Linked DNA regions of Mus musculus: all the other regions are linked to region 1. The links are chromatin contacts, called in public promoter capture Hi-C maps. All regions are on one chromosome and are shown on one strand. Each heading gives the region's core, a stretch centred on a gene start, on an enhancer-like site or on the middle of the called end of the contact. The rest is flanking DNA. Distances are from core to core; before and after follow the strand shown.

Region 1 (3,207 bases), core at 555-3,054:
AGCCTGGCCTATAAAGCGAGTTCCAGGACAGCCAGGGTTATACAGAGAAACCCTGTCTCGAAAAACAAGAACAAACAAACAAAAGACCTTCATCCTAGCTGCCTGGAAGTCAGTCTTCCGCTAGCAGCCTTCAGATGAAGATGTAGAATTCTCAGTTCGTCCTGCACCATGCCTGCCTGGATGCTGCCATGCTCCCACCTTGATGATAATGGACTGAACCTCTGAACCTGTGAGCCAGCCCCAAATAAATGTTGTCCTTACAAGAGTTGCCTTGGTCAAGGTGTAAAGCGAGCAGTCAAAACCTAACTAAGACACACACTAAGCACTCAATAAGCCCATGTTAAATATGTGAATTATTCGTTGTATGAGCCAAGAGAATGTCCTAGGAAATGCTTAGACAGAGGGAGTTAGGGTAGAATAAGTCGTGGCGGGGATCACTGCAATTAGCCTGGCAGTCACAGCACACACACGTTGTGAACATACCTTGTGCACTCACATACACGTAGGCACCCACAGATACATATAAAGTAAAAATAAATAAAGCTTTACGTTATTTTAAAAGAGCGTGTACGGCTTTTTGAAAGGACTAGAGTTTAGTCCCCTGCACCTATGACAGGTGGCTCACAACTGCCCACCCGTAATTAATTTTAGCTCCAGAGGATCCAAAACCCTTTGTCTGTATTCACATTCACATACCCCACCAACGCAGACATAGTGATAATAATATTAATAATGATAATAAAACTTTAACAATTAAAGGGGAAAAAACCTAATTAGACCAAGGGTGGTGGCACATGCTTTTAATCCCAGTACTCAAAGGCAAAGACTGGTGGATCTCTGTGAGTCTGAGGCTAGCCTGGTCTACAGAGTGAGTTCGAGACTACATAGTGAGACCTTGTTCCAAAATCAAAACAAACAACAAATCCTTATTTTAAGCATACACTGAAGGGGGTCACGCACCCAGCAAGCTGACCTCTGAACATAGTGCGGACAGTGGGCACCAAAACAAACCAACCCATCCAATTACTTGAACTAAGTTCACTCGATGTGAACTTCACAAATGGTATCAGTAAGAGATGAGGAGAGGGACTATGAAATGGCAGGTGGACCAGACAGGAAGCAAGACTATCAGAAGAGGATACTTGATGGTGCTTGCAGGAGGCCTAGAGGAGGACAGGATGGAGGTTGGGCAAGGGAGTGAGGACCTGGAGCTGGACGGGATGGCAAGTGGGGCGCGGACGCCTGGAGGGGAGAAATCACTGGACGGCGTGCCTACTAGGTGCACACAGCCTGCAGCCTGGGGCTTCCCCGCTGTCACTCACCAGCTCCTCAAGATGCAAGTTTCTTGGCCCACAGTTAAGCAACTCGGCGGCCCTTATGTTGCTAGGTTACGAGCCACTCTTAGAAGGCGGGACTTTGAGTTTGACTGACATTCTTTTTCACCATTTAACTTCGAATCGGGTTGCGTTGGCTCCGCCTCCTGAAAGATGGCCAATCAAAATCCCCGCCTCTCTGACGTTTCGCCAATGGAAAGACGCAGGATTCCTGTTGGTTGCGCGAGTGAGGCGGGGGTGGGGGTGGGGTGGGGAGGAAAGGGGTGTTGCTTCCTCGCCCCGCCCTCCCTTTGGGAGGAGGGCTGTGAGAACGCTGAGTGACGTGTAGTCTACCCTGTCAAATTTCATTGCGACCCCTCTGATGGCCAGTAGGCTGTGGCCTAGGGCCGTGGGCGGGGCTTTCGGGGCTGAGTGACAGGAGTCGGCGGATGCGAAGGCTGGCGCAGCTGCCGCTGTGGCAGCGGTGAGGCGGCGGTGGCGGCTGCTGAGGCTCCGCGCTGGGGATATTGGCGGCGGCAACTGCGGGCTGAGCTACGCTGTGCAGACCCAGTGCACAGTGCGGGATCCCGGGACGGCGCGTGTAAGGATCCGAGGGGTGCGCGATCTTGGCCCGAGGGCAAGGGTCAGGGGTCAGAAGGTGCAGAGAAGGGGCTGGGGCTGAGTGCTCCAGAAGCCCGAGGCGGGGCCCTGGGAGGTGGCCGGCATGCTCTCTCCTTGCGGATCCCCTTCTCTCTGCACCCCTTTTCTTTGGCCTGACTTCCTGGGGCGACCCGGATCGCGATGGGGATCGTGGGGAGCTAGAGCCCCCGAGCGACCCTTCCTCCCTGCTCACCTCCCTGCTGTGTCCTCTTGTGACCTGGCCGGGGACTCCTGCCTGGGTCAGTCTGCCTCAGGGGACAGATCGCAGGATGGCAGCTAGCTATCTGATTCCGGGACCTTCTTCCAGGGGTGACCTTACCCCAGGGGTGACTCGCTGGGTCTCCGCTAGAGAGAGAACCAAGGTCTGCCAAAGGGCTGGACCTTAGGAGCTCCGAGTCTGCTGTGTGACCTTGGACAGTTTACTTACCCTCTCTGGGCCCCGTTTCTTTCTCTTTGAAAAGTCATAGGCTCTTCAGGAGGCAAAGGCAGGAGAATGGCAACTTCAAAGCTTCAAAGCTCCATAGGGATATCCCTACCACCAAAGACAAAAAACAAGAAAGCGGTTGGTGGATTTCGCCTAAGTGGAGTGCAGTTTCTAGGAATAGTTGGTGGGGCTGCGCTGAAGTGGGCAGTGTCCCCTGCGTTCCATGACTACTTGTGGCTCTTTACTTGGGAGAGGCCACGCTAAGCTGCCTCATGTATCAAGTGGGCGCTAACCAACTGAGGGCAGAGCCGTTGAGTCGGAGCCAGGAGGTTGTTTCCTGTGGGTGGGGTCTACAGCTGTGTACTGTAGATGTTCAGTAGCCTCTCTGGACTCCCTCGCAATCAATCCCAAGTTGTGATGCTGGAAATATTTCTAGACAGTGGGGACAAAGTCACTCCAGGCGAGAGCCATTGAGGTGAGACCAGGCATGTTAGAATGGAGTCATGCATCCCGCTGTTAAAATGTAAAACCCACTGGGAGGATCTCCCTAGGATGCTAGTGACGAACATTAGAAACCTGTTGTCATGCGTTGGGAGAGCTTCTTGCCTTCCAAGTGAATAGCGAGAACACACTGTTAGAGCCTCCTCCTCATGGCCTCAAAGTACATCCTTGTAATCCCTCTGCTGTGGAGTGCGTTAGAAGTGTGAGCCTAGTCTATGCAAGGCACTGGGGGAGGAGAGAGTTAAGCCAAAATTCAAAACACACTGCAGTTCTTTAGGCAGCCAAATGACGGGTATCTTGTGGGAGTTC
Region 2 (3,041 bases), core at 359-2,858, 2.6 Mb after region 1:
AGCCTCCCTGGGAAACAGGCACCAAGAGGTTGACAGTGCATAAAGCGCCTAACAGTCTCAAAGAGTAAGGCTTCTCTGGACCTAGTGGACACCGCCCTGTGTCCCTTTCCGCTCCTCAACACCCCACTCCCTCTGGCTTTAAAAAAAGTAGGGCTAGCAGGGACAAATGGCTCCGTGTTGTTGGACGGGAGGAGAGGGGACACAATGACTCTTATAAGCATGCAAGCAAAGGGCTGTGTGAGCAGTGAAAAGGGAAATAGGAACAAGAGCTGAAAAGCTATGGCAGGCACACACGAACGAGCGCGTGCGCGCACGAACACACATACACACACACACACACACACACACACACACACACAGAGCATGACCAAGCCTGATGCTTACGTGCTCTGAAAAGAACCGCTTGGAGAAGGAAGCTACAATCTTCCGGGCTTCTAACCCAGCTTTCTGCCGAACTTTATATTCCTCTAACCAATTGACGTAGTCGGTGGGGCTGTAGTGCTTCATCAGGGAGGGCCACCTATAAGGGGGGGGGGGGGAGAGAAAACACCCTTTCTCAGCTCCGCAGAGACTGCAAAAAACCACGGAGGAGTCTGCGGGCAAGGGGGGGGGGGTGGACTTGGCAGAGGCTCTAGTTGCAATAATCATAGCGTATGCAATGCATTCCCTCACTACTCAGATGCAGTGACCTTGGCGTGGCGACACGAAAGGCAGCGTTTCTACCACCAGTAGCCGCCGCCCCCCCTCCGCCCCCCAATCTCTGCGCTGGCCACAATCACAGTGATGCTAACGGTTCTCGTGGATGGCGCGCCTCCCTCAGCATCAGGCCCTGCAAACCCGGGCCTCATCTTATTTGATTCCCCATAATGGGAAAAAAAAAAAAAGGAGGGGGGGTCTCATCACCGACCAGGAGACCCAGGCTCTGGAGAAGGGAGGTGGACCGACATCACCCCCTCCACCCCCAAGGTCACGAGCTGGACTGGCAGGTCCGATGCCGGCATCCTAAGGAGCTAGCCAGGAATGCACGCACCGCTGCTTTGCCTGCACGTCAACATCCTGCAGCGGCCACAAAAGATGCGCCTCCTCCTGCAGCCGGGAGGCGCGTGAAGGCCGCAGCCCCCCGGGGCGGAGCGCTCCGGAGGCCCCGGCCTCGGGCGGCTGCCGCGACCCCATCGGAGCTCCGGAGGGGGCCCCCCGGGCTGCAGGCAGGCCTTTGTCTGCGGCCGCGGGAAGAGGGCGGCGCGCGGCCCGGAGGCCCGGAGGGTGGCGGGGTGGGGCCCCACGCGAGGCCCGGCGCCGAGGGGCTCTGCGGGTCCCGGGAACGGGATGCTCGCTCACCTCACCCGGAACTGCTCCTTCCACACCTGCCCGCTGCTCTGGCACACCTCGCGCAGGCGGCGGCAGGTGCTGGACACGCGGCCGATGTCCAGCGCCGTGAGCGAGCCGCTGCACAGGATGTACTCCAGCACCTCGCCCGGCAGCTGCACCAGGCAGCTGGGGCCCGTCGCCTCAGCCGCGGCCTCCTCGGCCAGCGCCGGCACCACCTCCATAGCGCTGTCCCCCGCTACCGACGCCATCTTGTCCGCGTACCTGAGGGGGCCGCTGTGCGGGCGGGCGCGCGCGCGATAGGAGCCTAAGAAGCCGTACCACGCCCTCAGGGGGAGTGGCTGGGAACGCCCCGCCCACGCCAGGGGGTCCCGCCCACTCCGCTTGGAGGACTGGGAAGAGCCAGAGGCGAGAGCTGGCTGCTGCTGCAGAGATAAATGGTCCTTTCGCGTCCTGATTCTCCCAGGGGCATTTTTAAAAATGATAGCTGGGTGCTCGTCTTCGGCAGCGCAGATACTAAAACTGGAACGATGCAGAGATTTGCATGGATGCTGCGCCTAGGATGACACGCAAATTCGGGGAGGCGGTGGCACCTTTGATCTCCGCATTTAGGAGGTGGAAGTAGGCAGATCTCAGAGTTCGAGGCTAGCCTCAGCTATAGAGCGAGTTCCATGACAGCCAGAGATACACAGAGAAACCCTGTCTCGAAAATAAATATATCGAGGTTGCCCGGGCAGTGGTGGCGCACGCCTTTAATCCCAGCACTTGGGAGGCAGAAGCAGGTGGGTTTCCAAGTTCGAGGCCAGCCTGGTCTACAGAGTGAGTTTCAGGACAGCCAGGGCTACACAGAGAAACCCTGTCTCGAAAAACAAAACAAAACAAAACAAAATTGCCCTTTGGCCTTCACCTTCTCGATGGGACATGAGTCCACATAGACAATAACTAAAAGTTAAAAATGACTATGGTGGCTTACTTCCTAATTCCCAGCTCTCAGGAGACCGAGGCACGCAGATCAAAAGTTGGGCTATCTATATTAAGATCCGATCTCAAAAGCAATTTGAGACAGAGTCTGATGTAGTCCACTCTGGTCTTGAATTATGTATTGGAGAAGGACCTTGAGTTTCTGGCCCCCCTGCCTTTACCTCCCATAGCTTGTATTAAAGGCATACACCACCAAGATGTACTTCAGAGGTGGTAGTGCGGGGGTGAAACCCAGGGCTTGGTGCCGGTTAGCCATGCACTTTACAGCCATGCCATAGTCCCAAAATTAAGCTGTTGAAAATGGCTATCTTATACCAAGCACTTCCTGGAAGTGATTTGGCCTTCTCCACGGGTGACTCACTCTCCACTGGGTACTGAGGCAAGCATACTATTTGTTTTTGGGGACCCCTATTTCTAGCTCTATGATGGTGTGGAGAATAGTAGTAACCCCTGAATCTATGTCCTGATTTGAAGCAGGTCGAAGTATCGTGGGGAGCTCTCCTCTGTGTGACTGGGCTCCTTCAAGCCGCTGATCCCTTTGACTCTGCCTCCCAAAATGCTGAGTGTGATTTTAGAGGTGTTCATGGTGTCTGCTTTTAATTGTCTTCCACTCAACAATCCTTCATGATTTGGGGGACATATATGCCCTCTCTGGCAATACAACAATTACCATATGCTCTGGCTGTCCTGAAACTCACTTGGTAGACCAGGCTGGTCTCGAACTCAGAAATCCA
Region 3 (3,144 bases), core at 472-2,971, 2.0 Mb after region 1:
CAGGGGGACTGTGTCACTCCTGTGTCTTTGTAGGCCAAAATCATGCTTGATTTCTTCATCAGCATGAAAACAGAATGACACTTCCAAAGTTGGCAACAATTCCTCTTTCTCCACTAGTCTCCAAGGGGAGAAAAAGCATCTATGCCACCCATAATTAAATGTAACTAATTACAATTTGAACACTAAATTATTTATCCAGTGTAAACAAGGACTAAAAGGAAATAAAGCTTCTATCTGCAGCAGGGGTTCCAGAAAATAATTTGCAATAAATGCATGCTCTCCAAAAGTCAGCACCCTCCCCCCCAGCACCCTCCCCACCAAAATTGGGCACACAACTAAAATAAGTTGAGTTTTTAAGGCTAAATTAAATAGGCCGTTCAACCAATTTTCCAATTATATTCTACGCTTGAAACATAATTGCCTTACATCTGTTTACAAATCTTTGCTCAATATTTAAACAAATTCGTACTCTCCCGGGCACATAGCTACACACACACAGTAACTCAGGCACAAAGCGCGTATTTAAAGACCATGCACTCCCATTATCAGCGTAAGCGCCGGGTTTAACAACGCGAATGTTTTCAGAGCTAGGTAATACGACCCAATAAAAAGCAAAGATGGCATTTACCACCAAATGTCACTGCCACCGCCAGGAAAGAGTTGCTGGAGCTCTATACATTTTTAATTTCGACGAATCGAGCCGCCGTCGCCCGGTGCCAGGCTTCCAGAAGAACAATTGACACCCTAAATGGTTCGAGATTAAGGCAGGCGATGCACTTCCAAAGCAAAAGTTGTCAATTATCAGAGGCGAGAGCGGGAGAGAGGAGAGGCGAAGGCAGATAAAAGCGATGTTATCAAACCGCCCAGCTTGTTGCTCGTGTGTGTGTGTGTGTGTGTGTGTGTGTGTTCCTTGTTAAAGCAGAGAAAACAGTTTTTAAAGGCAGCGGAGGAGAGCGAGGAGCAGCAGCTTCCTCCACCTTCCGTGGGCTCCGAGCAATGGCTCTCCCGCTCTCCGGCGTAGTAAACCCCGAGAGGCGGGCGGCTGTCCGTGTTTACAACGGCGCGAGCGAGCTCCGGCTGCCAGAGTCCTTTTCCCTGACACCATCGCCTTCCATCAACTGTTTTCGGGCGAAATCGCAGGTGTCATTGTGGAAATATTAAAAGGAAAAAAAAGGGAAAAAAACGGAGAAACAGAGGAAGAGAGAAAGAAAAAATCAGAAGGCAGACGCCGGCGAGTGGGAGAGCAGCCGATCCGATCGGGAGAGAGAGAGAGAGAGAGGACGAGCCTGCAGCTCACCCGCGCCGGCGGCTGCACAAGGCAGAAAAGCCTTCCACATTTCGGGGAAGGAGGAGAAAAAAGAAAAAAAAAGAAAATAAGGGGGGAAGGGGAGGGGAGGGGGTGTGATTGCCACGGAGGTGGGCGCTCCGAGCGCGCCCCGGCGTCCGCAGCGCCCCGACTTCCCCACGCACGTCCACGCCGGGCGCCGCGCTCGCCGACGCCGCCAGGGCTCCGGGAGGAGAAAGTTGCGCGGCGGGGAGGTCGCGCCCCCCAACCCGGGCTCCCCCCCGCCCCGCCACTCACCAGCGAGAAGAGGTTGGAGTGACAATCCTCCAGGCTCGCCCCGTTCGCTACCCAGTTCGCCGCGGCGGTCATGGTCCTCCGCGAGCCCGGCCGCCAGAGCGGGGCATGTCGGAGCGGGCCGGGCCGGGCGGCGGCGGCGGCGGCTCCCGGGCACCAGGGGCGCGAGGCCCGCGCGGGAGGCCCGAGGGCGGCGGTGGCGACGACGGCGACGACGGCGGCGGCGGGGGGCGCGGGCCGGCAACGCCGCCCGCCTCTGTCGCGCAGGGCCGCCGCCTCCGCCTCCGCCTCGCCGCCTCGTCGGCCGCCTTGTTTATCTCCAAGCCGGCGGGCGACTCGCCCTCGGCCGCGCCGGCGCGGGAGGCACGCGAGCCCCGCAGCCGCCCCGAGCCGCCGCCGCCGCCGCCGCCGCTGCGCGAGCCCGCGAAGGGGGGGGTGCGGACGAAGCCAGCGGGCGACCCCGGCAGCCGAGCGCCGTCCCCTCCTTCCTCTTCCTCCCCACCCCCCCCCTCCTCCCCAGTCGGCCGCGCTTCTCCTCCCTCCCCGGGCTCGCTCGCTCTGACAGCAATGGCGGCCGCCGACCGCGGCTCGGCCCGCCATTGGCTGCGGCGCGTCACGTGACGGGCGCCGGCCGCGCGGGGGGCGGGGGAGGGGCCGCGGCGGCGGCGGCGGCGGCGGCGGTGGTGGCTCGCGGGAGGCGCTGCTGAGCCGAGCGAGCGCGGCCCTCTCGGAGCGGGGTGACGGAGCCAGGGAGGGAAGAGAAAGAGGTGCGGGCGGCCGTGGGACGCCGGGGCTGCGTGGACGCCCCGCCCTGGGCGCGGGCGCGCGTCGGGCGCGGGCCGAAGAGGGCCGCGGCTTCCCCGGAGCGGCCTCCGAGCCCCCCTGGGGGAGCATCTCGGGTCCCCGAGGAGCGGCGTGGGCCGGCCCGGCCTGGCCGAGCGAGCCGAGGAGTGTCTCCTCCTCGAAACCTCGCGCGCGACCGCCCGCCGGCCTGCCTGCCGCAGCGCACCGGGCGGAGGAGTAGGACTCAAAGAGACACAAAGGCAGCGAGCGAGGTGCTTGCCCGGGGTCGCGGGATTCGAACCCAGGCATCGGGAAGCCAGGGCTCGGGACTCACTGCCTCCCGAGCGCTGAGCTCCTAAAGCATCCCGGCTGCTGGAGCCCTTGGCGCCCACTCTGTGCGTGCACGCAGGCATTCCTTACATAGATGATCCCAGCGCTCTTAGGTGCCACATTCACACTGGGCTATGTGGAGGGGAGCAGGCCCTTCCTCCAGCTCCAAGCGGTCAATAATAACCAGCATCCCTTCTTCAGAGAGTAATGGGACTGGGAGAAGTGCTGATGCCGGAGACTGCCTTCCAGGACTTTTCGTCGTGGAAATAGAGAAAGGGAGAAAGTTGACTTGGAAAGAGGTAGAATTAGGCAGGCGTATCTCTATGAGTTCCAGGCCAGCCTGGTCTACACACTGTCTCCAAGAAACAAAGGAAGAGTAAAACGCTGGAAAGAGCGGTGGAAGCAAAATAAAGCGGGCACAAATCTGACATATGAATGGAGTTTTGAGACTA
Region 4 (3,148 bases), core at 298-2,797, 2.3 Mb after region 1:
CTAACTGTGTCAACAGTGATGACATACGTCACTTAGTGAGATGCTGAGGACTGGAGAGGTATAAATCTGGCAGAAGAAAGGCAAGAGTTCTGTTCCAGGTGGGTGCAATGGAGACAATTATCAGAATGTGGAAAAGCCAATGGAGACAATTATCAGAATGTGGAAAAGCCAGACAGGATTACAAGGTCAAATCTGGGCAAGAGAGTAAGACACGCCCCCCCCCCCCCCCAGGAGTGACTGTGCAAAAGCGCAACCATTCAAAAGACGGACTGTGATACAGAAAACCAGAGAACTATATTCGTAAGAACAGCAAAACAGGATCAAAGGGTGCACAGGAGCAGGAAAGGCGGAGGGGCAGGTGACCTACAAAATGCAACTCAGTCAAGTGTGGTTTCTAGGCAAATGCTGGGAACTGGTTCCTACTACAGTGGGATGCCAGGTCTCTAGGAACTCTCTACCAGGACAAAAACGGGAAAGGGAGGTTGAGAAATTAAAAATAAAAAAATAAAAAATAAAAATCTACCCAACCAAGTTGTGCCCCAAAAGGGAGCCTGTTGGGTCACCCAGGTGAACAGGCACAGAGAGCCCTTGGCCACTTCCTGGTCTAGCCATCTCTACCTCCTGCCCATCAAGAAGCCTGGGGCTGTGCGGAGCAGGGAACGCGACAGAGGAGGGTGCACAGGTCTGAGGACCCCATTCTGCCTGGCCTACCAGCCAGATCCCGCACGGAAGAGGGGCGGTACAAAGACCTGCAGTGGGACGCCTCCCTTAGCGGCCTTCGATTCACAGGAGGACAGGAGGAGGATCACACAATCGGAGGGAGGAGGACTAGAGGGTTGAGGACTAGAGAGCTGAAGGGAGGACCAATGGATGATCCAGGGACTGAAAGGAAGAGGCTCAGAGGCTCAGAGGGAGGACTGAATGGCTGCATATCAGGAGGACTACAAGGTGGAGGACAGGAGAGAGGAGCATCAGAGGACAGAGGATCAAGGGAGGGAGGAACTGTGAGGATCGAGGAGGAGGGGTTGGAAAAGAACAGAGGGTGAGAGGTAAGAAGTTGGAGGGCAGAGGAGAACAGAGGATGGGGAGGCAGAGAATTCGAGGGAGGAGGAGGAGTGGAGGACGGAGGGAGCTAGGGAGGGGAAAGGAGAAGGGCAGAGGACAACGCAACGGAGGGAGAAGGGCTGAAGGAGGATTTTAGATCAGAGGGAGGAGTGCTCAGGAGGAGGATTAGAAGAACGATGGGGAGAAGGACATAGTATTTGAGGGAGGAAGCAGGATCGGAAGGACGGAGGTCCTGAGAGAAGTCGCTTACCTGCTTGAAGGTGCTGCTGAGGAAGTAAACTAGCGAGAGGCCGAAAACCAGGGCGAGCACCCAGCGCTTGCGCAGGAGCCGGCGCCACAGCAGCGCCGCCAGGTTCAGCATCCCGGTAGGGCGCAGGCGCAGAGACGACCCCACGGCATGACCCCTGCAATCCGCTTCCAGCACTGCTTTACCTTCCCGCAGCCAACGCGCCGGCCACGTGATCCGCCGCACGCCCCGCCCCACCTAGTGACGCCAACGCCAGGCCCCTCCATGCCTCCTCGCCATTGGTTCTGCCGGAGCCTCGGCTCTCCATTGGCTGAATGTGACGGCAGGGGCGGACCTTCTCGGACTAGAGGCAGGCCTCCCTGTGCGAGGGTCCTAGCGCCGATCGCGTTCTCGGTGGCACTGCCGGCCGGAAGTCACGTGGCGCCCTGGCCACGCCAGGGATTGGCTAGGCTGGATTAGCAGAGGCCGTGATTGCTGCAGTGTCTGGCAGGTAAATGAAGGCTATGCTCGGCCGCTGCTACCCTGTGACCCCGCGAGCCTGGCGGCAAAGGCGCTTCGCCGTCCGGTCTGGGGACGCCGCTCGCGCCCAAGCGTCCTGTAGGGGACCGTGCAGCCTCCTAGGGAGGACCAGGGTGTGTGGGACGGAGATGGTCCATTCATTCATTCTGTAGCATCCTGTGGGCTCCAGGAGTCAATACGAGCCTACTTGTACCGCCCGTTTGCCACAGAATCGTGGGCATTTAATTTATGACGTTTTCTCAAAGCTTGTAGGTGGAAACTTGGGGATACCGTGTTTTAGTTTCCCCGAGGATAAGGAGTAGTGGGGCCACCCGGAGTATCAAGCCAGATTGCAAATTCTTGAGACATGTTACCTGATGGATGACAGTTTCTTTCTTTATAAAACGGCCTGGTTGAGAGTGTAGCTAGGTGATAGAGGGCTTGCCTGAATATGACGATGATACCAAGGAGTCTTTTCCTAGCTAATTTAATCTTGCAGAAAAGGCAGGCACCTTAGCCTGTGGCTTCCTAGCTAGCTGCAGCCGAGAAGGCTGTGCAGAATTAATTAATTCCGCACCCATTTGTGTTGGCCTGGGCTAAGAGATGGATCTTTCTCTGTAGGGAAAATATGCCGGGAAACTGAGCCTGTTCATGGAAGCATATTCTTTATTTCTTTAAAGATTTTATTTATGTATGTATTTATTTTTTAATTATATGTTAGAGTGGGTTTGCCCATGGGAGTGCAGGTGCCCTCCGAGGTCAGTAGAGGGAGTCAGATCACTTACAGCTGGAGGTACAGGTAGTTGTGAGCCACCCTTGTGGGTGCTGGGAACTGGACTTAGATCTTCTGCAGGAGCAGTAGCCATATGGAGTCTCTCTCCAAGCCTTGCCCTTCTTTCTTGGCTTTCTATTGGTGCGGGAGGTAGGACGAGGTGTGTGCGGATCTGTCGCTGGGGAAAATCAAGGTGATCTAATCTCTACAGAGACGTTGGCCTTCCATCTCTGCAACTCCAAGGTGGACGGGCAGCCCAGACACAGGACCTCTCAAGGGTCATAGTAAACAAACCCACATGTCAATGACTGGTAAGTGCTGTGGGGAGGTAGCCTGTAACCCTCAGCTGGAAAACCATGCCAGGGAAGGAACAGCAGGTACAAAGGCCCGGAGGCAGGAACTCTTAACTTTAAAGTGTCCAGAGGTACCTGGAGTTCTTATGGCCAGAGATAAGTCACAGAATCAAGGTTGTAAACGGGTAATGATAACGTCCAGCACAGCCTGGAGGCCTCCAACGACTCTGATTTTTATTCTGGTTTCACTTAGAAGCCAGTAGAAATTCTAAA

What was found. Promoter capture Hi-C pulls out the DNA fragments that hold promoters and counts their contacts.
Region 2: a promoter capture Hi-C map of liver shows a contact between it and region 1, with 4 times the contacts expected there. The contact joins the promoter of Fbxo21 here to the promoter of Tpcn1 in region 1. A contact is called at or near these places in 3 of 39 promoter capture datasets (the 3T3-L1 cell line, hippocampal neurons and liver).
Region 3: a promoter capture Hi-C map of hippocampal neurons shows a contact between it and region 1, with 5 times the contacts expected there. The contact joins the promoter of Med13l here to the promoter of Tpcn1 in region 1. A contact is called at or near these places in 3 of 39 promoter capture datasets (hippocampal neurons, liver and pre-B cells), 1 of 484 Hi-C or Micro-C datasets (B cells) and 1 of 115 datasets of contacts at active chromatin or transcription factors (large pre-B cells).
Region 4: a promoter capture Hi-C map of pre-B cells shows a contact between it and region 1, with 9 times the contacts expected there. The contact joins the promoter of Spring1 here to the promoter of Tpcn1 in region 1. A contact is called at or near these places in 4 of 39 promoter capture datasets (hippocampal neurons, liver, pre-B cells and 1 more), 1 of 484 Hi-C or Micro-C datasets (B cells), 1 of 115 datasets of contacts at active chromatin or transcription factors (large pre-B cells) and 1 of 9 other capture datasets (liver).

Annotation. Positions count from the first base shown.
Region 1 is chr5:120,587,210-120,590,416 of GRCm38.p6, reverse strand. It overlaps Tpcn1 (two pore channel 1), which reads left to right and starts at 1,804. Exons shown (of 28, transcript NM_145853.2): 1 at 1,804-1,914. Iqcd (IQ motif containing D) reads right to left here and starts at 1,394. Exons shown (of 5, transcript NM_029408.2): 1 at 1,323-1,394.
Region 2 is chr5:117,975,337-117,978,377 of GRCm38.p6, reverse strand. Fbxo21 (F-box protein 21) reads right to left here and starts at 1,608. Exons shown (of 12, transcript NM_001346588.1): 1 at 1,339-1,608; 2 at 385-520. The coding sequence starts at 1,577.
Region 3 is chr5:118,559,296-118,562,439 of GRCm38.p6, reverse strand. Med13l (mediator complex subunit 13-like) reads right to left here and starts at 1,721. Exons shown (of 31, transcript NM_172424.4): 1 at 1,583-1,721. The coding sequence starts at 1,654.
Region 4 is chr5:118,243,626-118,246,773 of GRCm38.p6, reverse strand. It overlaps Spring1 (SREBF pathway regulator in golgi 1), which reads right to left and starts at 1,547. Exons shown (of 5, transcript NM_001081236.1): 1 at 1,316-1,547. The coding sequence starts at 1,426. Rnft2 (ring finger protein, transmembrane 2) reads left to right here and starts at 1,749. Exons shown (of 11, transcript NM_001109902.1): 1 at 1,749-1,802.